Linked DNA regions of Sus scrofa: all the other regions are linked to region 4. Evidence: chromatin contacts called from public HiChIP or PLAC-seq data. All regions are on one chromosome and are shown on one strand. The core of a region is the stretch at or near the end of the contact, and the rest is flanking DNA. Distances in the headings are between cores, read along the strand shown. Region 1 overlaps DOCK4 (dedicator of cytokinesis protein 4). Region 2 overlaps DOCK4 (dedicator of cytokinesis protein 4). Region 3 overlaps DOCK4 (dedicator of cytokinesis protein 4). Region 4 overlaps DOCK4 (dedicator of cytokinesis protein 4).

What was found. HiChIP or PLAC-seq counts read pairs in DNA pulled down with a chosen protein or histone mark.
Region 1: a contact with region 4 is called in an H3K27ac HiChIP or PLAC-seq map of alveolar macrophages. The contact joins two enhancer-like sites. A contact is called at or near these places in 2 of 47 Hi-C or Micro-C datasets (embryonic fibroblasts and liver) and 1 of 2 datasets of contacts at active chromatin or transcription factors (alveolar macrophages).
Region 2: a contact with region 4 is called in an H3K27ac HiChIP or PLAC-seq map of alveolar macrophages. The contact joins two enhancer-like sites. A contact is called at or near these places in 2 of 47 Hi-C or Micro-C datasets (both in liver) and 1 of 2 datasets of contacts at active chromatin or transcription factors (alveolar macrophages).
Region 3: a contact with region 4 is called in an H3K27ac HiChIP or PLAC-seq map of alveolar macrophages. The contact joins two enhancer-like sites. A contact is called at or near these places in 2 of 47 Hi-C or Micro-C datasets (embryonic fibroblasts and heart right ventricle) and 1 of 2 datasets of contacts at active chromatin or transcription factors (alveolar macrophages).

What each region holds. Positions count from the first base shown.
Region 1 is chr18:33,540,092-33,546,683 of Sscrofa11.1, reverse strand. The region is part of intron 1 of DOCK4 (dedicator of cytokinesis protein 4); the gene reads right to left. Among named protein-coding and RNA genes, the nearest start is that of DOCK4, 120 kb to the right of the region's middle. Within about 2 kb of position 3,078, at least 9 of the 83 cell types and tissues checked have an H3K27ac peak or open chromatin away from gene starts, as enhancers often do. A contact at or near this core is called in alveolar macrophages and liver, where this site is marked.
Region 2 is chr18:33,588,543-33,594,775 of Sscrofa11.1, reverse strand. The region is part of intron 1 of DOCK4 (dedicator of cytokinesis protein 4); the gene reads right to left. Among named protein-coding and RNA genes, the nearest start is that of DOCK4, 170 kb to the right of the region's middle. Within about 2 kb of position 2,930, at least 20 of the 83 cell types and tissues checked have an H3K27ac peak or open chromatin away from gene starts, as enhancers often do. A contact at or near this core is called in alveolar macrophages and liver, where this site is marked.
Region 3 is chr18:33,560,216-33,567,006 of Sscrofa11.1, reverse strand. All of the region lies in intron 1 of DOCK4 (dedicator of cytokinesis protein 4), which reads right to left. Among named protein-coding and RNA genes, the nearest start is that of DOCK4, 140 kb to the right of the region's middle. Within about 2 kb of position 5,501, at least 8 of the 83 cell types and tissues checked have an H3K27ac peak or open chromatin away from gene starts, as enhancers often do. A contact at or near this core is called in alveolar macrophages, where this site is marked.
Region 4 is chr18:33,717,357-33,723,807 of Sscrofa11.1, reverse strand. The region is part of intron 16 of DOCK4 (dedicator of cytokinesis protein 4); the gene reads right to left. Among named protein-coding and RNA genes, the nearest start is that of IMMP2L, 290 kb to the left of the region's middle. Within about 2 kb of position 1,262, at least 14 of the 83 cell types and tissues checked have an H3K27ac peak or open chromatin away from gene starts, as enhancers often do. A contact at or near this core is called in alveolar macrophages and liver, where this site is marked.

The DNA.
Region 1 (6,592 bases), core at 1,829-4,328, 180 kb after region 4:
GTTCCCAGGCTAGGGGTTGAATCGGAGCTGTTGCTGCCAGCCTACACCAGAGCCACAGCAATGCCAGATCCAAGCCACATCGGTGACCTACACCACAGCTCACGGCAACACCAGATCCTTAACCCACTGAGTAAGGCCAGGGATTGAACCTGCAACCTCGTGGTTCCTAGTCAGATTCGTTTCCACTGAGCCACCACAGGGAACTCCGATCTCTCCTCTATTTTTTAATTAAAAGATGCTGAATTAATTGGTACCTAACTCAGAGCGTTCCTTCAAACATACGAGAAATGCCCTCTGTTTCACATTCTACCCCATTTCTCTCAATATATACTGCTCCCACCTATATCTAAAACCACTAGAGCTGGTAGGTTTTCGAGCATGAAATAGTCTACAACTGCTCAGGACATCTTCCTATTAAGTCTCTCCCACTATGATTACTATGAGCAAAGGATTATGATTAACAGTTTTATCATCGGGGAGAAACTAGAGCTCCAAGCAGGGCACAGCATGACATGGTGATTCAGGGATAGTATATCTGAGAAGGCAAGATTGCTGCGGATTATCAAAGGAAAGAGACTGAAGAGTTTGTCAGATTATTAGCGAGAAAAAAATGCTGTCACATAGATCCACCGTCTTCCCCAAAGATGATATGGTCAAACAGCAGATACACGCTGCTGTCACTCGACTATGGCTACGTGAGCCACCTGAGAAGAGGCTATGGATGGTCCAGGGTGAGGATGAATGCAGGCGCTCACACATCATGCACCTGCTTTCCCGCAGACTCCAGGTCTCTGCTCTTAACTCCTGTCGTTACCATCGTTATATTATACAGCGTTATACAAGATGACTACCAGGCAAGAAGCGTGAAGTAAAGGAAAACACTTCCTAAAAATTATACAAATAAAAAAAACAAAACAAAACTGCACATGTACAAACTGAGGGACACTTGACTTATTTGCACTGTGTGTAGGCAGACACCCTAGAAAGTCTGCCTGTCTAAGGGTTCAGTGTGAGGCAATGGTTTTCTGTGGGAGTGTATTTACCCCAAAAACAAACACATGATCTCATGTAATCCTTGGGCCACTATGAGAATTACAGTATCCAGTATGAGAGCCATTAAAAATCCCATTGCATCCTGCTTGTAAGTTACATGACATGTGACACGGCCTTTTAAATTTTGGCCATTCTCAGCAGTAACGAACCCAACTAGTACCCATGAGGATGCGGGTTTGATCCCTGGCCTCACTCAGTGGGTTACGGATGCAGTGTTGCCATGAGCTGTGTGGTGTAGGTCGCAGACACAGCTCAGATCCTGCGTTGCTCTGGCTATGGTGTAGATTGGCAGCTACAGCTCTGATTCAACCCTTAGCCTGGGAACTTCAATATGCTGTGGGTGTGGCCCTAAAAAGACACAGAAAAAAAAAAAAAAAATTGGCCATAACACATTCAAGGGCACTGGCAAACCTCAGCAACCCCAGAGCTGAACGGAGACAGAGAGGGGTCTGGAGCCCTTGTCCCACAAAGTATGAAAGAAGGAACTGAAAACTTAAAGGCTACAAAGGAGAAAATACTTGAAGAGCTGAGAGAGAGATAAGCTTGGTTAAGTTAATTAATGTCTCTGCTTTAGTTTCCTAATTTGCAATACAAAAATCATAAGGCTGTTGTAAAGATTAAATAAATTAAGACAAATACAACAACAGTGCCTAGCGTGTCACTGATCTCAGCAAGTGCTGGCTCTCGTTAATAACATCTTCTTCATTATTTTCTAGAGCCTCCAGAGGGCAGAATAAGGAGCAATGGGGAAATGCTGAAGGAAAGTAAAAATGGAATATTAACTATAAATCCTACTTTCCTATTTTGGAGATCCCTGTGCTTCGTTTTAATGTAATCAAATTGCAGTTACTTCAGATTTAAACTCTTACACTTCTTTAGTTTTCTAACTTAAATTTCTATCAAAAGAACCAAATTTAGAGCAATTGCTTTAGTAAACATTATTTACATTTAAAAAAGAGTAAGTACTCTATCTTACATATTAGGTAAATATAGATCATTAAACACTTTTTAAAGTAGGATTTTCGGATAAAATAAGGGATGCCCAGCTAAACATGAATTTCAGGGGGAAAAAAAAGGAGTAAGTTTTTAGTATAAGAAGGTCCCCCAAATTGCATGGGAAATCTACTTTTGCTAAAAAATGTTTTCGTTGTTTACCTAAAATTAAAATTTAACTGGGTGTCCTGTATTTTTATTTGCTAAATCTGGCAACTTTACTTAAATGTGCACAAAACTCAAAGTAACTGAAAATGTTTTTTAAACAAAAAATTTAAAGATCCCTTTACATTTAGAAGGTTCACTAACATGGATAGGGAAATGCTATGTATCTGTTACTTTTTGTTTTAAACAACATTTCAGAAATTTTTCCTCCATGACACATCCTTCAGTCATATCTCAGATTTCCGGTGCCAGCTTAAACTGCTCAAGAGGAGGTTATGATCAGCCATGCACATTTGGCAACTTGTAGAACCATCACTTCCCATGTGGCTAAAGGAAGACAGACCTGGTGGGAGATTTTTGTTTTCATTTCTGTTAGGCACAGATAACACAAATCCTCTGCTCCAGGAATATTTACACAGCCAAAATATACAAATATTTGAAATGTCCATTGTCAAAGAACATTTTGCTCAAGCTCTACAAACAAGCCACCATCACCTGAATACTACACACTGGTAACAGGATGGAGACAGTAAGATACTTTGCTGTTTCAACAACATTTATATCTATGTCACTAAAAATTTATATTGTGCGATCTGTGGGATACGAGAAATGAAAAAGATTTAAGCTCCTGTTCTAGCTAGTGTTCAACAATATAAAAGACATTTTTAAAGAATAAAAATAACTGTGGAGGTCCATTACTGGAGGGTCTGCCAAGTGGTCCCTAGACCATGGATGAGAGGGCACCATCTGATGAGATAAGGGTAAAACCAGTAACAAAATTGCTGCGGTGTTAAAGGGAGTGGGGGTGCTGCTAAAAGCCTACGAAAGAAGAAGTGAAACAGGAAAAAGGAACCCCAAGTCAGAAGAATGCAAGTCCAGTGGATAATTCAAGGAAGCAGTGGGGTTGGAGGAGCCTGGCAGAATGCGGGCCGGCTGTGTTAACGTGACTCAGTTTCGGTATGACTGCTGCTTCTCAAAGTTATAGGGAACAAACAAGACAATCCTTGTGAAAATATTCTGCACATTACAAAGTCTTTAGGAGATGCTGGTCATTGAGGTCATGTATCAGGATGGCTTGAACCCAACACTCAAGTTGACGGCAGAGCCCTAAGAAGTCCAAGATGGAAAGCGCCAATGGGAGTTTTCCTTCTGTTCTGCAGAATGGACCAGGGAGACAAAGAACACGAAACAATGTTCTGCAAGTGGAACTCTTCTAGAGGGTCCCCTGGAAGGAATTCATTCTATCTTCATGGTCTTTGAGACTTTTTTTTTCAATCCCTTTTTTATTTGATGTATTTTATCAGCTACCTCAAATGTTTTCTAGACTGTATCGAGAAAACCAAAATGTTTGTCGCTCCAGTTTCTGACACAGTTCTCCTCACACAGCTGATGTTTAACACAGGTCTATTAAATTACAGGTTTATGTAATGCTTCTTCCCATTAAAGGACCAAAAAGGAAGATGGCAACGGGGAACTTGGGACTCAAGAATGAAAAGAGGGGAAACCACCCGAGGTGTCATAATGCACAAGCATCAAGACCCAAGGAGGCAGATCACAGGGTAATGTGGCACATGGCATCATGCTCAAGGGTACAGCCTCTACAGGGACACAGACTTGAGCTGGAGCCCTGCTCTGCTTCTTACAGCCACGTGACAAACTAGGCAGGCTGCTCATCCTTTCTGGGCCTCAGCATCCTCGTGCATCCAATGGTGTTGGAGGAACACTCTCTGCAGAGAGTTGTGGGAATTAAAGGAGATTCCTACCCATATAGAGTCCCTGTCACAGTGCCCAGCATGGAATACAGCCTCAATAAATGATAAAATACTGAAAACTGACAAACTTCCTTTAAAAAACCTATGTCATGACTAAGGTGAAACATCTATGCCAAGAGAACCATGCTTTGTGGGATCTCGAAAATAGGATATTTTACCCTGAAATTCCCCTAAATTGTAATGTCAGCAGAGAAAATAATAACCATCACCACACCCTGATCTGTGGGTCTGGAAGACTGAGAACATGCTAGGTAGGCATTCGTTATTCCACAGTGATGATGGGAACAAAACAATGGTTAGAAATAGGGGCAGTGGTTTCTGTGGTTAGAAAAACTACCTTTTTTTTTTTTTTATTTAAATCTCTACTGGGGGATGACAACATTGGAAAGCCCTCAGCAGGCTGGGATTTCCCATCAAATCAAACATCCTAATTGTAGTTTATTACAAAACAATTTTTTCTTACTCTAAGATGCTGAAAAAGCCTAAGGAGAATGTACTGCTAAGTTATACCCGTAGCTAACAGAGACAGTGAGGCACCTACAGAGAGTGGCAACTCCACCTCTCTCCTAATTAAATTATATTACATTTAATACATTTAAGGGTTTATTACGAAAGAGAGCAAGCGAGCGAGCACGTTAAGGGAGAGAAGGATACTAATCACCACATCCCTTACTGAGACATTTCATATCAAAACTACATGAGACGGGTAGTGCTTTTCTTGCGTTCAAAAAAATACATAATTTTGTAAACATGCTAAAATCCTATCCATGCGATTTAGTTAAAAATAAATTTTGAAGAAAATACGATTTATTGTAGAACATATTTAAATTTAAAAACACTATTACTTTTAATTCATTATGGAGATTGTGAATTTAAAGTCCATTGGGTCTGCTTTGTGAACAAATTAAGCATACTTGAAATTAGCACTAATTATAATTAGCACTGATTATATTCCCAATCAAATGTTCTAATTTTTATGATGTACTTTTTTCAGTAGGTTCTTAACACTAATTTTTTTGACAAAGTCTTTCTCTATTAATTGCACTAAAGTGAGTTTCAATACATCTAGGGCAAAATAATTAGGAATTAGCAGGATTTTATATTACTATGATTTGAAAGTAACTGACAATAATTTTATTTGATATTTGATTACATCACAATTTCTCAAGCTTTCATATTTATCATCTCCACTGGTTACATTCACAAAGTACCCAGAGACTAGGCAATTTGCCCCTGTTGTTCTGTAAGATTAGAATCTGAAAAGCTAGAGTTACTAGCATAGTGCATGACCCAGTTAGTGTAACAAAATGAATTAACCTCTGTTTCCTAGAGGTTTACCTTTACATACTGTGGTTAACCTCTTACTCCCAGAAGTCAAATTTCTGACAACATCAAGGATTCTTTTGAGAACAAATTGTATAGAGGAAAATAAAAGAAATTCACCAAGTATCCAAAGTAGCCATGAAAATGCTTCACTTCCCAGGAGAAGGCCTTAAGTCCACATCTAGAATTCATTTATCCTTACCTAAAACTGGGTTATCTGTGGTACAGAATGAGCAAGTTCAAAGTTAGGATTGTTGGCAGGGTTCTCAAAGGTACAAATAAAAACTGTACATAACAGAAAACCCTGTTGCAAACTCTTATCAATGACCCTGGTTATTATGATAAAGCAGATCGCTGTTTAGCAAACTCTTTCCTTCCTCACCTCCACGAAAGAGGTATTGTAACTCCCTGTGCTACTGATATTAGGCTCAGTCACTAACTGACCTACTTTGACCAATGAAATGGAATCAGATGTGATACAAGGAGACTTGAAACATGCTTGTGAAGTTATTTTGTATCTCTGCCATCACCATAAGAAAAATTTTCCTTGGTTGGATGCCCCTTCAGATTGGGCCCAAGACTAAACCCAATCCAAGTAAGATCAAAAGCTCAGGAAAGCCTGCAACATAGCTTACAATAACCCCAGCCAATCAGCATCCAGAGGAATGAGAATGAATGTAAATTATTTTTAAGCCACTGGCTTGTGGGATTATTTGTTATGTAACAATAGCTGTCTGGTGCAGTCATAGAGAAAAGGTTAAAAGATGTTTAAATTGCCTCTGTTTAAGCCAGTTACATTTTTTAGTAAAATTTAGTAAATTTTTATGAAATTTAGTAAAATTTCATAGCTTATCAGAAGCTATGAAAAAAAATTTTTCTTTTTTCTTGGTCATTTTTTGCTATTTCTTGGGCCATTCCCGTGGCATATGGAGGTTCCCAGGCTAGGGGTTGAATCAGAGCTGCAGCCACCGGCCTATCCAGAGCCATAGCAACGCTGGATCCGAGCCGCATCTGCGACCTACACCACAGCTCATGGCAACGCCAGGTCCTTAACCCACTGAGCAAGGGCAGGGACGGAACCCGCAACCTCATGGTTCCTAGTCGGATTCATTAACCACTGCGCCACGACGGGGACTCCCGAAAATATTTTAAAGTTTAGCATTGAAAAAGAGTAACTTTCAACTGATGGGAAAATTCATTTATATGAAAAGCATCCCAAAGCCACTACTCAACAGCATGATGCATATATAGTTCTTGTGAGTTGTGTGTCCAGAAAAAGAGAACAA
Region 2 (6,233 bases), core at 1,681-4,180, 130 kb after region 4:
TTCAACAGAATATTGTCACCGGTAAGATTCAACTTCAGGAACTCTGGGAGGACAGTTTTTGGCTTTACAGGTCCATACTTGATTCTCTAGCTGGACAGTGTTTACACAGCAGCATTTGCCTTTTTATTCCCAGTAATTTCCGGTGCTCCTTACCCTCCTCCCACTGAGGCAGTCACATTGTTATCATGGGGACAACAAAACAAAGGAGACGTGATCGGTCTTCCACTTCCCAAACAGGCGTGGCTCATTTCCTAGTCAACAGTTGTGAAATTCCAGGCTTCCATCCGCCAGGGCTTTCATTAACAAGGACTTGGCTTTACTGGGAGAAGTGTTTTCTAAATTCCTAAGGCGGTCCTTTAAATATCCAGACTACAATCTGGAGAACCCAAGAGTTTTGTTACAAACCCCAAAGCATGAAAGAGGCAGAATGGTTTCCCAAAATGGGAAAGAGAACATCTCTACCTATCTAGAAAGGGAGGGAAAGGCAAGTAGGGAAAGGAAGAGGTGAGCCAGAGGGTTGTATACAAGCACAGCACCTGCTTGGTGTCCTACTGGGGTGAGACCAGGAATGGGGAGAAAGGCTGAACAGATTCCCTGATGGAGTTTGGAAATTACGAAGTAAAAAAGGTCTGTGCTCCCTGCTCTGTGGTACTGCGAGCAGGACCTCAATAAGAAGAGCAGCCAAAAGAGAGTAGAAAGGGCAGCCGGGTACATTTCATGATGGTCTGAATAAGGCAACCTTCTTGCCTCCCCTCAAGACAGTCTCTCCCTCTCCAAAGGGCAGCAGAAGGCAACTGAGAACACAGAATCACCTTCCTGCCAGGTCTGCAAGGCTGCAGAGTCAAGAGCCCAGAGCCTGCACTGGATGGAGATGCCAGGCTGAGTCCTGAAGGGTCAATAGCACCAACTAGACCGAATGTGGAGGCCAGGTGAGGATGGGAAACGGCCCCTTACCATGTCCTACCCAGGCTGGGAGACAAACGCCAAGGGTACACAGAGGACAAGGGCTGATACCCAAAACTATCGTACTGTCTGTCCTCCCAATTATTTTGGTCCAGAAATCAGCCCTTTGGAATGAGACATGAAAGAGAATCATTAAACCACTCGAATGAGTATCATGAGCATTAGCGCATGGACTTGGGCAAATCTATTCTGTGTGTTCATAAAATTACTTGTTAGTTCTTGCTGTGTTTAGGGGAGGTGAGCCCCAGAGATGTGGGATGTTAAGACCAGGCACCTGTCCTCAAGCGGCCTACACCCAGGTGAAGAAAATGGGCAAATACACATCACAAATGAGTGGGGGAAAAAAAAAAAAATCAATCCTGTCAATCCTTTGACTAGCTTAGAAAAGGAAACAAGCAGTGCATGAATTTCATAGGTAGGTTTCCCACATAAACAGAGTGAAAACCCTAGGCTACCTGCAGTCCAGAAGGGAGTGTAACATCTTCAACAGGCAAGACTAATTCAACAGTTAGACCAATCCAACTCCTAGAGGCTGTCATCTGAAGCATTTTGTATCATCCACAAAGGATCTCATCATCATCTCCACAAATTCCCCCAAATCTACTCAGTAAGCTAAACTTCCTGCATCTTTTCATAGCTTTCTTAAAATCTATGTCTTTTAATTTACTTACTGCACCAGAGAGTTCTGGTCCAATAGTTCCTCAGACAATTCCCAAGCCATTCCTATCTGCCAAACATGACTATACACAAAAGGACCACAGTTCTTCCTTACCGGTGTCCTGCCGAGCACCTGCTAATTCCCTAGAGTCAGCTGGTCTTCACCACCTGCGGACTACAGGGCAGGCACGTGGGACAATCTCTAGAAAGCCCCACAGCATGCTAAGGGCATATGACCTCCTATTTTTATAAAATATGTATTTGACTATCTATGCTACTTAATGTCAAAATTGGAAGCTGAGAAAGACCACTAGCTATTGGCAGGGGCGCACTTTGCTTAGTGCCAGTCTGTACCGTGATGCTATGAGAAACCCTTAGAATAGAGTTTTACTTTTTTCTCTTCACATGCAACACTCCTCTGTCCCCACCTGGGTTTCCCCCAGAAGATGCTATGCTATGTGCTCAGCACATGAGAGTCACCGCCTCAGTAAATGATTATTAAAGATCCACCTACCACAAAACAAACAAAAAACCAAAAAAGATCTCCTAAAGACTGGGCACTGCTCCAGGTACTGAGCTAGAGCAGCCACAAACCTATCACGATGTCTCTTCTCACCAGCTCTCTGCCATAGGCACCTCCATTTGTATCTCATAGAGGAGGAAAGCTGAGTTTAGACAAGGGAAGTCATGTGCTTCAGGTCACAAAGCTTGAAAGAGTCCCAACCTCGGTTGGCAGATGGATGTCCCCGTTGGGCTTACTGCTGCTTGAGGGGAGGACAGGCATCACCTGGACTTCTGCACAGGTGCGTGCAAATCCCATGTCTGCCACTTCTTCACCAAGGGCCCTCAAGCAAGCTATTAATCTTGTCATGCCTCAGTTTCCTCAACCTGTACAGTGAAGAGATACCAGTATCTGCTCCACAGGGTTCTGGGTCCACGAAGAACAGGGCAGGCGTTCAGCACAGGGGCTGGCACACCTGCGCGGTCAGTATATTTAAGCTGTTACACGTTACAGTTGTTGCCTCTCCTACCTGGCAAGTAGTTCACATCAAAGAATGTTTACTTCCTGAATTTCCAACCTCTGAGATTTACTGGCTGTAATTTTCTATTAATAAACACTCAAAGCGAACGGCCCACAGATTGCCCCAGAAATAAAGTACAACTTCTATCAAAGGGAAGCCTTTTCTAAGAAGTCTTCTTGACAGGATTTCCAGAGTCATTCCAAGAAGCCGAGGGAGGGAGGCAGGCAGGAGGAAGTCAAAGCCGGGAAGCTGTGACACATACTTGGTGCCGAGTTCCTGCTGCAGATCACATGGCAAAGGCCTCTGTTTCCCACCTCAAGACTTGGCATTTACTGCTCAGTAAGAAAGTGAAACATTAGATAACATCAGGTCCTCTCAATCTGAGAACAGAGACCTTAGGCTCTTGCGCTTACTATCTTTAACATCAGTAGTGGTGAAGGCTTTTTTACACCTCCCCCCCCCTCCCCCGGACTTTGTCCTTGGAATCTCACCACTAGAATAGGAACGAGAGAGAGACAGGCACTCTGTGCCCCAGCCCCTGAATACTGGTAATACGTAACTGGTGTGCTGTTATTTCTGCAAGTGGAAAATCCACAAAAAACCCCTCAACTTGTCGATTCAGGATGTGCCTTTGAGGAATTAGCAAAAATAATTCTCAAAGACAGCCTTATCCTTTAATTTATATTCCAGCTCTCTTCATGTCATTACAAAGTAAAACTTTGATATTTAATGTTGCTAACGGCTAGCCAGGAGACCAAGTGATACCAGCACATGCAAGTGTTTCTTCCCCTTGATTTGACAGCCATGGCTGGCCAATAGCTTTCCTTCCTAAACCGCTTTGATTACGCCTTTCAGAGGCGAGAAAATGTTTATCATTTACATGCTGGTTCATCTTCAAGAAGGATTACTTATGTGCACATCTTTGAAAGACATAAGCGAGGATACAGTGCTTTCAATTTTCTAATATAATGACTTCATAAAAATAACCAACTTGCCTTAAACACTTAATGAGTATATAATCCACATGTTTCAAGAGACCTTTCTCAGCTTCCTGGCTTTATTTATCATCTAAATGCTGACTCCCAAACTGATCTATCTAGTTGAGATCTCTCCTTCGAACACTTTTTTTTTTTTTTTTTTTGGTCTTTTTAGGTCTGCACCCACAGCATATGGGAGTTCTATATAGGTCTATTTGCAGCTGCAGTTGCCAGCCAACGCCATAGCCACAGCAAAGCAGGATCCAAGCCAAATCTGCGACCTACACCGGATCCTTAACCCACTGAGTGAGGCCAGGGATCAAGCCCATGTCCTCATGGATACTAGTTGGGTTTGTTACTGCTGAGCCACAACAGGAACTCCTACAAGGAACTCAATCTCTCTTTCCCACACTCTCCGACACCACAATCCAAAACCTGTTCCGTGTCAGCCGACCATTTCAGGAAATGGTTTGCACCATTCCAGCTGCTCAGGCCCAAACCTGGGAGTCATCCTTGCCTCCCTACCCTTATATTCTTTAGCCAACCCATCAACAAATCCTGTCCTCTATTTGTAAAGTCTACCTCGAGTTCTGGCCACTTCTTAGGCTCTGCATCAATTCCTACCTGGTCAAACCACCATTGTCTCAAGCCTGGATTACTGTCCTCACTCCTAAAGCTCTCCCTGTTTCCAAGACCTTGACTTTCAAAGAGTCAATTCTCCATAGGGCCGCCAGAGCAATTTTTCTAAAACCGAAGGCAGATCATGGCACACCTCTGCTCAAAATAACACAATCTTTTCCTCCACTGAACATTGACATTGGTTATTTTCAGACATTCTGCTCTTCAGAGCAGGGCTGCCATCAAGACCTGTATCCTTAGCCACGTGTAATGTAAAATTAGCAAAGTGATACAAAATCTTTCACAAAATTAGTGAAGTGATACAACTCCTTCCTCAGTATTTCATGCTACTAAATACATTTACAAAATAACCAAATCTCCAAGTTTAGAAACTTGGTTTGCATAACACAGCTGGTCATTGAGAAAGCACTAATCAACTGAAATGTTGAAGACCAACTTAAAGCATTTAGTGACACTGATGATAGTACAGATGTTTTCCAAGTGCTGACATAAGCCGAATCCTTGACACTGCCTCAATACCGCCCATATGCCAGGCACCGTGCTGAGGGGCTAGCGATCCAGTGATGGATTTTTAAAAAGCTGCTGTTCCTACTTTAGCCTCACCTGAGTTCCCTAAGCACTCACAGGGCTTCCAATTCAGCTCGAGTCCATGCGTGTGAAATCACACCCAGCTCAGAGACTCCCAGGAGGAGGACAAGAATTAAAAACAAACCCAGGGAGTTCCCATCGTGGCGCAGTGATGAGCAAATCTGACTAGGAACCATGAGGTTGCGGGTTCGATCCCTGCCCTTGCTCAGTGGGTTAACGATCCGGCGTTGCCGTGAGCTGTGGTGTAGGTTGCAGACGCGGCTCGGATCCTGCGTTGCTGTGGCTCTGGCGTAGGCCAGTGGCTACAGCTCCAATTCGACCCCTAGCCTAGGAACCTCCATATGCTGCGGGAGCAACCCAAGAAATAGCAAAAAGACAAAAAAAAAAAAACAGACCCAGCTTCTCGTCTCAAGTGGGTAGTAGTGACACACTGTTTGTTTATTTTGGATCTTTCTTGGCCTTGCTGTCTCCGTTCAAAGTGCTCAGTTAACACACTAGCTAAGGAGAGGATAACATACTCTACCAGAATGCTAAACTTCTTTTTCAGCCACCCTTATGCTGCCTGTTGCCTCAGCACCTCTGATGCGATGCCCTCCATTCTAGTGCTCCAAGCTGAGCTCATTAGGTCTCTCACGCATAAAGCCCTCGGCAGCACCACTTGCTCCCCAACTGTTAAGATCACGTTCTCATCCTCTGTGGCCCAGCCCAGCTGCCTGCCTCACCGTGACACTTCCTCTTTCACCATCCTTTATTTTGCATCAGTATCATCAGATCCCTAGAGGGTCTCGCACTCATGATGCTGTTTCATCAATGCTACTGGCTCATGTGGGTCCTTCTGCTGGGAACAGCCTTCAGCCCATTCACTGCCTGCTTTATGCTAAATCATTTTTAATTCAGCTAAGAGTGTCACTTCCTCTCTGGCCACCTTCCCTGCCCACTCCAGTAATATACACAGAGCTGTGTCCTCATTCTCTTAGGGTGACGACCTAATAGGTTACAGCAAAGATAAGAAGTGGATTCCAACCTTCCTAGAACGCTGTGACAACATACTATTTTCCCGAGAGCAAAAGCATTTTGTTGGCAGAATGGAGGCCAGAGGGTGCACCAAAAGGCTTGATCGGTGTATGTTGGAAAAAGGCTACCCTACTGTTCCGAACACAGAACTACCTCCTCTTGCTAGGAGGAGCTCAGTGTAAGTAACTGGCTGAATTGCAATTGCCAGATAATGCCTTTAAAAGATCTAGTTAACCTCTTCTCTTAAAGAATCCTCATGTGGCTGAAATCAAGCGGGAAGAATTTCAACCCAGAAAGAAAAGCTTTCTGAAAGAACCTGGATCAAGTGAAATGGAAACCTGGAGAAGACTGAACATCTCCCATCATCCGCTAC
Region 3 (6,791 bases), core at 4,252-6,751, 160 kb after region 4:
ACAGCAAAATAAGGGTGGGTGAGGATTGTAATGAAAAGTTTCAGGAATGAGTTGGGATTTTCTCAAGGCTTTGGGGGTGAAAGGTTAAAAATTCTCAGGGAGTTCCTGTCGTGGCGCAGCAAAAACGAATCTGACTAGCATCCATGAGGACACAGGTTTGATCCCTGGCCTTGCTCAGTGGGTTAAGGATCGGGTGTTGCTGTGAGCTGTGGTGTAGACCAGTGGCTACAGCTCTGATATGACTCCTAGCTGAGAACCTACAGATGCCACAGGTACGGCCCTAAAAAGACAAAACAAAAACAAAAAACTCTCAGGAAGGATGAGTTAAGACATTTCAGTGGCAGGATTTATTCATATGATGGAGGGTAAATTTAGTGGCACCAAATGGCAAAACATCTTGAAATGTCTATATACACATTAGTTATACTTTTTAGATAGGGAAGTTTCAACCATACGAAGCTACAGATTCTTTTTAAATAACCTCTTTTACTGAGGAAAAGAGAAGCCAGGAAGAGAGAAGGAGGAATTAGGAGATGAATATGTAGAGTCAACACCTTTTGATGTTAATTTCTGAAAGAATATATTTTAAAAATGATTGCAATCATTTTCAGAGAAGCCATTAATAGGTCAGAAAAAGATCAGAGAAAAGAATGACATTTTGTAATAATGAAAAAGTTTAATTTGCACCTGGCTGCAAATATTTTTTCAATAAAAACTTGAGAGTATGAAGGAAAGAACCTCGGGAGCTGTTTAAATGATACTGTATTATTATATGAGATGATTTGATATTGCTATGAAAATTATTCAAGCACTTTTCAAAAAGGCAAAAAAAAAATACTCTATATCCGAAGGCTATTTCAATTTATTTCTCAGAAGACATACTTTTAATTAAAACCTATAAAAAGGTCTATCTGGATAGACAGATCTCTACATATTTATATCTATATTTAGAGATCTATATCCTTAAGTATTTACATTATGTATGTACTCGTGCCATCAGCAGTGATAACACCAGATCCTCAACCCATAAGCCACCAGGGAACTCCTTTAACATCCCAATTCCAATATTCCTGTCAAAGAAAGTTCTATAAATACATGTTGCATTCAGTAGAATTTTAAGTTATCACTCAACATTCTTTCCTATGTCCCCTCTGATTCCCTTTTGGGGCATACAATGGACTACAGCTCTCCCTGCTAGATTTTTTTGAAATTCATAACAAGGTCATGTTCTTTCAGTGCTGGATCACCAGCCCTATGTTAGGTCAGACCTGTTCCCAAACTTATCAACTGGCCACCTGTATCTCCACATTCTGTCATAACGCCCTAGACCCATCCCTGCACTGTTACACAAAAAGCTCTGCTGCTTCCCACTCACCCAGGAGCAAGAATGGCTACAGTTTCCCCATAGCAGCAGCTGGACTACACACCCACCCCCTCCCTCCACTCCCTCTGAGATGTCCCTGCACTGATTTCACACTCCTCCTCAATCTTAATATTGAAAAAATTCATTCTTCCTCTCAACATTCTTATTTAACAGCTTTACAAGCTAAAGCCCAGTGAACTTGATGTAATTCATACCACATACAAAGTCATTTGTTTTAGAATCAATTGGCAGAACCTACCCCCATATGATGCCAATTTCTTGCCCTGCTTTCTATATCACCAAACCTAGAGGAGTCAAAAGGCCAAGAGAAAAGCCCGTTAAATGCTACAGCTTCCCCTGCCCATTGTTTATTTACTTCCATGATTGTTACTTCAAAGGACTTATATAGAAAGAGACTCAATTCTCTTAACCATTCAAAGCCCGGTGCTAATAAAAACTCTGATTCTTACTGACCAGCCATCATTCTGGAGAGGCAATGGCAAGCCATAAACCTCACTAATTATAGTACAATGTTTGGCTACATGCAAGACACATGCTATTTATAGCCTACTCCTCAGATCAAGTTCAAGGGTTTGAAGTTCAAGGGAAGGACAAGCAAGGTGCATAATTAGAGTTTACTGCTGCAGACCGTACCACAATGCAGGTAAAAACACCCTTGGTCATTTCATTTTTACGACTTAATCCGTATGCATACTTTTAAAGGGGTTTTTCTGTGAGGAAGAAAAAAAAAAAAAAAAGATTCCACTCATTTCCTTCCTATTCCGATCCCTATTTCTCAAACGTTCAAAAAGTAACTTTGCCCTGTCTCATGAAAGTTCCACCAGCTAGTGCAACCCAACAAGGCATCAGCCAGCTTAATTACAAAGTGTCACAAACATCCTAATAACAACAAAAAAAGGCCTTTTCCAAACATTTGATAATCCTCAACTTACACTATAAAATAGGAGATTTGTTTCCATGGCTTATCTAGAATTTTGTTCGTTTTTCCACTCGATGGTATGCATGCAATGACTAGATCTTGCAAAACCAGTTATATGTGTCAGAGCCTGTAGGGGAAAGGTCTGAGGGAAAGGCATCGAGGGCAAGATCATCAGCATCACACCCTGAGTCAATCCCTTGGGCTGGAATCTATCCCAAGCGCTTGGGTACTTAGGAGTAAAGAAAGACAAATCTCAAACCAAGACGGGAGCTGGTCCCAGAAGAGGGGGCACTGACTCCCGGAGGGGGGCCAGCAACAAACGTCCAAGAGCTCAGCCTCCAAGCTTCTGTACCTCCCTCTGTGTATGAAATTGCAAGAACCCCTCCGATGGGACCACTGAGCAAATTAAAGCATTCACAACAGGGAGGTTCAGAAAACAAGAACCTCCACTTCGGAGCTGGGTCACGAAATAATGACTCGCTTGGCATCTAGTTTGAGACCACAAAATCTTGACCTCAGATAAAAGTTATTTTAAAATTGCTTTCCAATTCCAAAATAACAAGATCTATTACATACCTTAGTAAATCTCCATCTGTCCCTACAACAACTGACCCCAATTTCTAGAGAAAACGACCTCCATTTTCCAAGTAATCCCAGCATTAAACCCCTGACCTTGTTGCCAAAATAACACAGAAGTCATAACTATACTGACTTCTAATGAAGAATGACAGAGCCCGGATGGTCTGCTTTTCTAAATGAGCCTCTGAACTTTGGAATTACTGACCCCTCCACCCCCCCAAATCTACAAGATAAAGAAATAAAAAATGATGTATTTTCCTTTTTTTTTTTTTAGGGAGAAAAAAAATTTTTCAGGTAACATTGGATTTACTTGCCTTCTCTCAAATCAAGCCTAAGTCATTCACTCCATTTTGAATTCACTTATCTACCATTTATTTAGCACTATATATACACACACACACACATATATAGCATTATATGTACTTACATACACACACACACATATATATAATGAGAAGTTAGATACACTTAATGTGTTTAATATAAAAAGAAAATATAAATTAAATATGAAGCAAAGGAAAATCAAGGTATAAAAGCAAGATAAAGGCAGGAATCGCCTGGAATCAAAAGTGTATCCCATGCATGACCATACACTGCAAAAGAGGTAACAGATGGAACTGAACTGTACCACTTAGCACAAAAGATGGAGCTGGCGCTAAGCTCTTCCTAAAGAAAGGCCATGAGGGAAATGTGATCGCTGACAAGAATCTTAGGATCCAGGAGAGAAAAACAAAGAGACATCGAAGGAGAAGCAGAGTGAGATCTGATACTAAGATCAGAGACAACTTTTCCCTTCCTATCTTGAGTTAAACTGTGGTCTGCTAGCGTAGGCTGGGAGGGAGAAGGGAGGCAGGTGGAAAAGGAATGAAGCAGGTGCGATCAGACAGATCTCAGCCGTTCAATGCTGCTGCTGCAGGAACAGCAGCTCTGGGTATTTTTACATAATTGGCCACTGTGCAAGAAGTAAGTGGGGTGGGGGGTGGCTTTATTTTAAACAGCAAATTGACAACCATTGATGGAGTTAGGTCCACAAGATGAGCCACGGAGGCACGGAGAATGGATTAGCATTTCTTTGCATGTGTATGATATGATATACGTAATGGCTTTACCTTAAAAATAAGGTAAGCTCTCCTAAAGTCTTGTTTGACCTCTCACTGGTGCATGCCCTAAAGCACATGGGACTGGAGCTGTGAGGCGCTGAGAGAGAAGAGAGGGGGTTCCGTCCAGAGGGAAGGGTCCACACAGTTCTTCACTCCCAGCATATGGTGAAAGGCTGCCATGCACCTGGGCCTGACTAAGTGGATTTACAAATAAGATTACATCAGTTTAACTGAATTCGTTTACAAATGTGTGCAAATGGCTTAAAAAGATTCCTGCAAAGAAAACATGGATTAAGGATGGCGCTAATAACATGAGCACGAGCAAGCAAACAGAATGGTAAAACTGACACTCCTATGGATTTACCTTAATCAGCCGTATGTTATAGGTAAAAATTGACGAGCTAATCAGATCTAAAAATAAGAGGGTGACAACAAATTCTGCAACCCAGGCTGAAATCATAAAGAAAACTGTGAAATATGGATTATATGCCCATTATCACCAATAATGAATTGTGTCCTAACTATACCTTGTTTCTAAGGTATAAGCTATGAAAACTAGATATCAGAACAAACTACTCAGAAAAAACTCATTAAACTACATACTTTAAAACAGATGCAGTTTTTTGTACATAAATTATATAAAGCTAATAAGGCCAAAGATAATAAAGCTCTTGGAAACTAACCTTCAAATGAAGCATATTTAATCACACTGCTCTCACTAAAATTCTATTTTTGTATATGATTAAAAGGGCTTTACAGTATTAATCAAAATTAAATAATCAAGTTTATTTTACCTTTATCTCATAACATGTGTTTTGGAGGCACTTTTACTATGTTAAATAAGAGCAGGCAGTACATGTCCATAACTTATAAACGAAAATACATATTTTGTAAGTGTAGACTCTGATTTTTTGTTACCAGACATGTTTCACTAATATAGAAGACACTGTCTGAATTACATGAAGCAGAAATGTTTGGAAAGTGTGTGGACAGGTCCTTGGAGAGAAAAGAAGGCCAGTAGCAGTGATAGCATCTTATCTTTGCATCTCCTCCCTCTTCTTATTCCTCTCTCTTCACTCTACCATGGACAATTGTTTTTTTTAGAATATATGGTCTAGGTAATTTTTAAAAATAAATCATTAAAACCTCTGTTATAAAGACTAGCAAGCACAGCCTCCTCTACTCCAGGAAGTTTCCAAAAGCAGTAAGTGACAACCGAATGTCACATGCCTAAATTATTTTCATAATATGAATTACCCACCCTAGCATAATTCACATTAAATTTCATTTGTGACCTTTCTTCTAAGCCACCCTGCTTGATTAGAATCTCTGGTATGTCTTTTCAGCCCTTTCAAATGCTTACAATCCTGAATGGGGCTTCCATAAACTAAATTTGTCACCTGCTCCCTGTTTCATTAACCCAATCAATCATGAACACACTGAATATGGAGTCCCTTGGGCAAAGGCCACATGTAACCAATTCTCAGAGCTTCAGTGAGGCAAGAGCCTTGATTACAGCCTTGTTTGCTGCATTATAAGGAACATAGACAGATCATGAGTAAGAAGACAGCAGACTAAGCAGGACAGAAGAAAGGCAGAGAAGAGGAAAAGAGAAAAGCCAGATCTGGAAGTGGGTTCTATGGGGCAATACTGACAAAGGTCAAAGGCTATTTCCTCTTCCTCTTCTTATCTCTCCAAGGATCACTCGGTCCTGGAAACTGGGAAGTGAGGGCAAAGAACTCCAGGCCAGAAAGGAACAAGGAAACAAGTTCTTTCCAAGTCACAGGTCAAAACGCTGAAGGAAAAGCTTGTTTGGTTAAAAGATTAAGCTCCACTCTGAGGACACCAGGGGTTTCCTAGTCTGATCTGGCCTAAATTCAGAAAATTCAGGTGTTCAATCTTGTTTCAACCACTCAGGACGTTCTGAGGCGAATGAAGTCACAATAATAGTTCTTGAATGCATGTAACAATTTCACATTCATAAAGTTTCACTGCATTTCAGAGTTTTTCACTTCAGTGAATATAAAATCATCACAGCACAACTAAGGAACCCATTCTTGTTCACGTATCAAATCAAGATGTGATGATAACAATCATCTTCCATTTACCTTTGTTTTCATTTAGCAGCAAAAGTGATAGCATCAGATATCATGATACAATTAATCAAAGAGAATTCTAGATATGCAGCTCTGACTAACCAATCCTATCGCCTCAAAGAGTTTCATAAAGGTAGCTGACTGAAGCAATAATTTTTCATTAATAATAAAAATTAAGATAAACATGGACACATCAAAAGAAAAAAATGATGAAAACCATGGGACCTGGAAGCTAATCAGCAGTTACAGACATGAGGATGTGGATGTTTTCCCGTGGCTGTACCTAAAATATTAAGAAATCCTCCCTTTCAGATACTGGCATTTACCAAACTCCCTACAGAGCTCTGTTCCAATAGAACCACTCACAACTACTGCTGTCAAAATCTACACAACTCAGAAGAAAGAGAATACATTTAAGAGCCAATGAAAATGTTTCTTGAAAATTAAGAATTTCTTTAACTTTCAAGAGAAACCCTTAGAAAAACTCTTGGTTACAACAGAAAGGAATTAAGATCATTTCCAAGGTAGGGGCTAAAAGGATCATCGCATTCAAATTAGGAACTTCACAGGCTTCGTGAACATCAAGTTCATGAAACGCATTTCACAGTTGCGCAGAGAGAAAACACATCTGCAAAGGGCTGCCAGCTTCAGCAGACAGCAGATTTCACTTTCAGCTCCTTCAAGGAGAGTTATGGAGAAAAGGAATAGATGAA
Region 4 (6,451 bases), core at 13-2,512:
AGTTCCCGTCATGGCGCAGTGGTTGACAAATCTGACTAGGAACCACGAGGTTGCGGGCTCAATCCCTGACCTTGCTCCGTGGGTTGGGGATCCGGTATTGCCATGAGCTGTGGTGTAGGCCGGCAGCAACAGCTCCAATTAGACCCCTAGCCTGGGAACCTCCATATGCCGCAGGAGCGGCCCTAGAAAAGGCAAAAAGACAAAAAACATCTCATCTGGGTAATGAGAGTCTGCTGTTTTTATTTTATTTTTATCTGTATACTGCTTTTGTAATGAAGGGGATTTTAAGTTAAAACTTTGAGAAGAAATATTTTAACAGATATACAACTGGTATAGTTTAGCTTATTTTGAGTATAAATTAATATAGTTTTAGGAACGTTATTTCTTAAACTTTGTATATTTTCAAGGCCAGTGTCTCAGTAACAGGTAGGAATTTAAGCAGGGAATCCCTCTGGCTTTCTAGACTACTTGGTGTGATTTACAAAATTAAAAAAAATAATAAAAAGTAAATCTTTAAGAAAGACCTGATATGTTCAGAGATGGAGAACTGGGATATGACAAGATGTTCTTCCCAGCACACCTGCCCACCAACAGGAGTACCAAGAAACACAACAAACAGCCTCCGTAATTTGCTTCTCATGTTATGACTCCAAATGCCTTCTTTTATTACTACAAGATATTTCATTTAGACAGAAGAATGTATGTATGGTTTAAAGAACATTTATAAAGTGAACACGTCATATGCTTTCCTCAGAAAAAATGCTTAGGCAAAGTAGTGTTCTGGAACCCAGAGACACTGTCTCCCTTTTCCTTGGTCTTGTTCAGTGGTATCAGGGTTTGGAGGACAGCAAGCCATGCGTCACAGGGCCCCTCAGTAACCTGATTTCCTGTCTGGACCTCGTCTGTGGGGTTAGGAACATGCTGTGGTCTGCCATCCCCAGCCTGACTTGTGCTGTGTAGGCTGAACCACTACTTCCTTTTGGGACAGGAGGCTCGTGCAAACCCAGTCTGGACACTGTCTCGCTATTTCCAGGCTTCCTCCCCAGGAGCTGCATGCTCTGGTCTGGTATGCGCCATCTGTTCACAGGAGTCCTGCCCCTAGAGACAGGGCTTCTCCCCGTACCCACCCCCTGCCCCCGCCAAAGACAGCCTGGCTCTTGAGCACTTCTCAAAGCGTCTTAGGATTCTTGCTTGCTGTGCTCGTGGAGCTCAACTGGCAGTCAGGGACTGACCACTTCTGTGATGGAAGACGCGATGGCTGTGTTGTGCCTGTAGGGGGCACTGTAACCACAAGTCCTGGCTGCCTTCACTGGGGCCAATCTTGATGACCTGATCATTGCCATCTGTTCTTGTTCACTTTACTTCTCCCCCAGCCTGTGGGGGCCAAGACTGCAGCACCAAAGTCTCTCTGGTTCTGAGGTATGACACCTTGATAGCTTCTCACAGCTAAACTCTTATCACCCTTATTCAAGTACAAAAAACAACAACTAATAAAACATCACTTTGGATAGAAAAGTTATTTTAAGAACTTCCACCAATAAAACTGGTGTGTGTATATGTGTGTTGTGTGTATCTTAGTATTGGTGTGGGGAGGAAGTGGGAGGGGGCAGGAATTCTACCCATCAATTCAGTAAAGTACATAATCACCCTTTGGTCTCTATGAACCTTTTGATATAATATTTACCAAAGCTTTAGAATTGATTTTTTTTTTTTTTTTTTTTTTTTTTTTTTTGTCCAGTAGGAATCAAGGCCATATGCTAGGTATTGGGGTTAGAATTTTAATCTATTTCTGAGGAACTTAAATGGGGCAGGCAGAAATTACACAGAAAATCTCATTGCTTATCTTCTCTTGTCCTCTGAGGTTTTCCATGTGCATCCTTAACACATCACACAACTCTGGAGATTTTAAAAACAATTCAAGCAACCATCATTCATGAGGGCTTACTAAACGTCAGGCTGAGCACTTTGTATTTTCTTATTCAGATAATAATCCTATGAGGTGGGATATTGTAACCCAAAGAGCTTATGCGACTTGCTCAATGTCACAGTGTTGGTATGTGTCAGAGCTTGGACCTGAACCAAACTTTGTGGTCACACCTACTACACAACATAGTGGTTGTGACCACAATTGCTCTTCCACTATTGTTTTAACCAAGTTTTGAGTTTTGCTACATCAAATTTAAAATTGATTGATTATAGGTAACATACTAAATGTCAGGTATGGCTAAAAAAGATATCCCCACCCCCGCAACCCATGCCGACTTTCGTTTTCAAAAAATAGGGTATGTTTGTGGGAGATATCCTGGGAGAGAGAGTGGTCTGTGCAGCTGAAGTAGTTTCATTATTTTTAAAAATAATTAATTTTGGGGGCGTTCCCATCATGGCTCAGTGGTAATGAACCCAACCAGTATCCATGAAGATACGGGTTTGATCCCTGGCCTCACTCAGCAGGTTAAGGATCCCGCAGTGCCATGAGATGTGATGTAGGCTGCAGACAGGGTTCAGATCCCAAGTTGCTATGGCTGTGGCGAGGCCCGCAGCTGCAGCTCCAATTCAACCCAAGCCTCGGAACATCCATATGCTGCAGTTATAGTCCTAAAAAGACCAAAAAAAAAAAAAAAATCCATCTTTAAGAACATCCTAACATGTTTAGAGAAGCAGAATCAGATTATTAGAAGACATTCTTCTTAGCATACCTGCCTGTAACAAAAGTACCAATAAACACAATCGGCAGCCGAGGAGTCCTCCTGTGAAGTGACTTGTCTATGGCCTAGAATCATCTAGGGAGTGAAAGGGGTCACGTGATCTGGATGCCAAGGGGAGGAGGAGCAGTGAGGAAAAGAGGAGGCATGACAGCAGAGCCTGGGACCCCAACAGATGACTTAAGAGATCACCGGTTCATTCCCTCGAGGAGAGAGAAACTGCAGAACCTGCAGACAAGAAGTGAGGTTGCAGAGCAGCAAATAATAGAAATGGGTTCCAGAAGACAGGCCTGTAGGTAGGGGCAGGGGCAGGTGTCACAAGGGTTTAAACCCAAAAGCCTGTCCAGACTCTTAAGAGAAAATGCAAAGCTCACCAGCCAGGGAGTGAGGAAAAGTCAGCAAGAAATTCCTCAAATGTTCTTCCCGCAGGTGGGAGAAGGGTCTGTACGATAAGTATGACTTGGAACCAGGACACAGACCAGAGGAAACCAATGAGAATGAGCAGTCTCCCCCATGGGAAGGGCTAAGAGCCGTGAAGTCACAGAAACGAATGTGGTAAAGGACAGCCTGGCACCGCCTGTGCTTGAAGTGGAAATATCAGTACTTAAGGTTGTGGCTGGGTGTCTGAATACCTGTGAATCTTGAGCAAGGCAGGCTCAACATCAAAAACCTGCAGCTTTGCAACTCCCTCTGCAGAGAGTTGAGAGATAGTTTTGCTACCACAGCAAAATCCACTTAGACCCGTGAGCTGGATGGGTGGTTAGATATGGATCACTTGCATTCTGAGGAACAGTTTTAACTCAGCTGATTTGGTTTTGGCATAAGGATGATTTTCTTCCATCAAATCCAGTGCAGGCACGGAAAAGGGCAATATGGAGAGGAGAATAAAAGGCACCGTTCTCTCTTCTGGCGACAGACAGAGACACAGCTACAGTGTCCCTGGTGTCACGGCAGATGTATGATGACAGAGAGATGAGGGAACAATTAACTGAGCCATTCTTTGTAGGAGAGACAGGCAACAGGACCACAGCCTCTTGAGGCTGCTGCTGGACTGTGGGAACAAAACAATGTCATTGTCATAGCAAAGAACAATTCTCTGTGCCTGCTTTGATAGGCTGGGATCTGCACAAGTCATTTTAAAATGGCATGAAGTTAATTTACTACACATTAGAGAAGAGGGACATGAAAGCCAGCCCTCTGCTTTACTCAAGACCAAAATCAGATCTGACAGGAGAGATGTGCTCCTTCAGACTCTTAGGGAAGAATTAAAGCGCAGGCTTTGATGCAGCAGTGGCAGCCTCCATGGTCTTTGAGATTATATAGTATGTGGCTCACGGTCTACCTCTTTGCCCGGAATTAAAATCAGGTGGTACAAGGAGTTCCCTGCTGGCACAGTGGGTTAAGAATCTGCCACTGCTATTGCTGTGGCTTGGGTCTGATCCCTGGCCTGAGAACTTCCACATGCTATGGGTGTGGCCAATAAATAAAACAGAATAAAATAAAATAAAATAAAATCAGTTGGTATCAGGCCCTGGACTACTTTTTGACCAGTGTGTTAGGCACGTGAAAGAGATGCAATGAGCAGTCATAGACAGTCTTCCAGAAACGTGATATTTATAAGAGCTTGCAATAACAGAAGCTAGGTGTTGAGATAAATAAATGAGAAACTTAGTCACGTGTAAACTGGTACAGATATTTGTAGTATATTAATCAAATTAAGGGGTCTGTAACTTGCAGGAAGTAGAGAATTAAACTATAAAATACCGTAAGTTAGACAATCCAGGTGGAACGTGGTGTTACCAGTTAATCAAAACCAGATTGATTTTAACAGTTGGGGCAGCAAAATACCATCTTGAGATTCTTCCAATACGATAGTCATCCTTAATGTCATTATTAACACTTCATTAAATTCCTACTACTTGCCAGTCCTTTAATTTCACATGAAGAATGCAACAAGGAAATAAACCCGGACCCTGCCCATGAGAGTGTGACTCATCTGACCTCTGCACTCATCTGCGAATGTTGACTACAAAGCTGTGATAAAGGCCCCTGGATTCCAGCTCTGCCAGGGAAGAGAGAGAAAGCCTTGTGGGAACCAGGCTATCTGACTTCAGTCATGAAGAGTAAGAGGCTTGCCAGGCAGGCAAGGGAGAGAAAGACAGGTTATATGGAAGAAATAATACATACAAAAGCCCTGGGGGAGGGAAGAACACATATGAGGTTATGGAGATGAGGCATGGAAACGGAAAATGGAGTGAGGGATCCTGGATTGGATCCTCGAACAGAAAATGACAGGACTGGAAAAACTTGCGAAATCCAAATATGTTTCCTGTGAACAGTATTACACCAAGGTTAATTTCGTTTCAATAAATGTGCTATGGTTATGTAAGATGTTACCATAAGGAGAAGTTGGGTGAAGGGTATATGGAAATTTTCTGTACTATTTTTGCAACTCCTCTGTAAGTCTAAAATATCTTGACAAACAACTGTTTTAAAAAGTCCAGGAAATGCAACGAGGAAATAAACAATACGTAGACAAGAATACACAGACAGACAGCAATACGTAGTTTAGTATGGCTGAAGCATGTCATGTTTTTCAACACCAAAAAAAGCCTTAGGACTACCCTAAACATCTTAAGAAAAAACAAACAAACAAACAAACAAAAAACAAACAAACCTCAAGGTGACTGTGATACCTGTCTCTGGTTTAAATTTCCTAAATTAAAGTACTATCAAGGAGGTGGCACTGACTGGTCCTGAAACCAAGTGTCTATAATATGGGGGGGGGGCAGGGTGTGAGTGTTGGGAAGTCAAAAAAGCCTGAAGATTTCTACTTAGAGCAGGAGAGAACAGAGAGTTGGAGAGAGAACTCGGCTTCGGACCAGGTGAGTTTTGACATGTCTCTGGTGAACCCAACTGATGATGTTTGGTAGGCTGATAAAAAATTGTGGGTTACAAATGCAGATCTGGCCAGCAGCAGCAGAGATGTGGCAAGAGAATTCACAGAAGTGGATGCGATGGTTCTGGAGCATAGGAGACACAGAAGGTGCTCAAGGGTTAAATCCATGATCCCACTAACATCTCAGATGCATATAAGAGAGTTCTTAAAGGAGAAGAAGGTTGGAACTCAGGAGAACACCACTGGACAGACCATGGAATACGGGATTTTCAAGAAGGATAATCAATAGTGTTACGTGCTACAGGGAAAGTCAAATAAAGAAAGATTGAGAAAGTGTCTGGAGGCTGTGACCCCAACATGAGCACCAGTGACCTGGAGGGAGAAACTTCATTTGCGCCGTGGGGACAGAAGTCGCCTGAGGATCAAATGGAAGAGAGGGGCAGGAAGCGGAGACAGTCAATGGCGACTGGCCTTTCCTGTAGGAGGCTGAGATGGGAAGGGCAGAGGCGGAGTGGTGGTGCTTGCAATTTTGTTTTTTCAGGAACAAGGCTTGAGTGTGTTGAAAAGCTGAAACCACTATTAGAGGAGAGGAAGCACAGCGGGAGGAGAGAGAAGAGGGGACTCCCACGGGAGCCAGGAAGGAGGAAGATCCTGAGGGAAGCAGGTGGAAGGATCAGCCTTGAAGCAAGGAGTCCTGCCCCATCCCCCCGGAGATGGGAGGCAGGAAGGAACGGAAGGATGCAGATAAGTCTGCAGGTGGCAAAGGAGAAAACACAGCGAGTTAAGGAAGTTCCTGTTGGACGGCTTCTGTTTTCTCTATTGAGGAGACAGGAAGTGGTGAGGTAGGCAG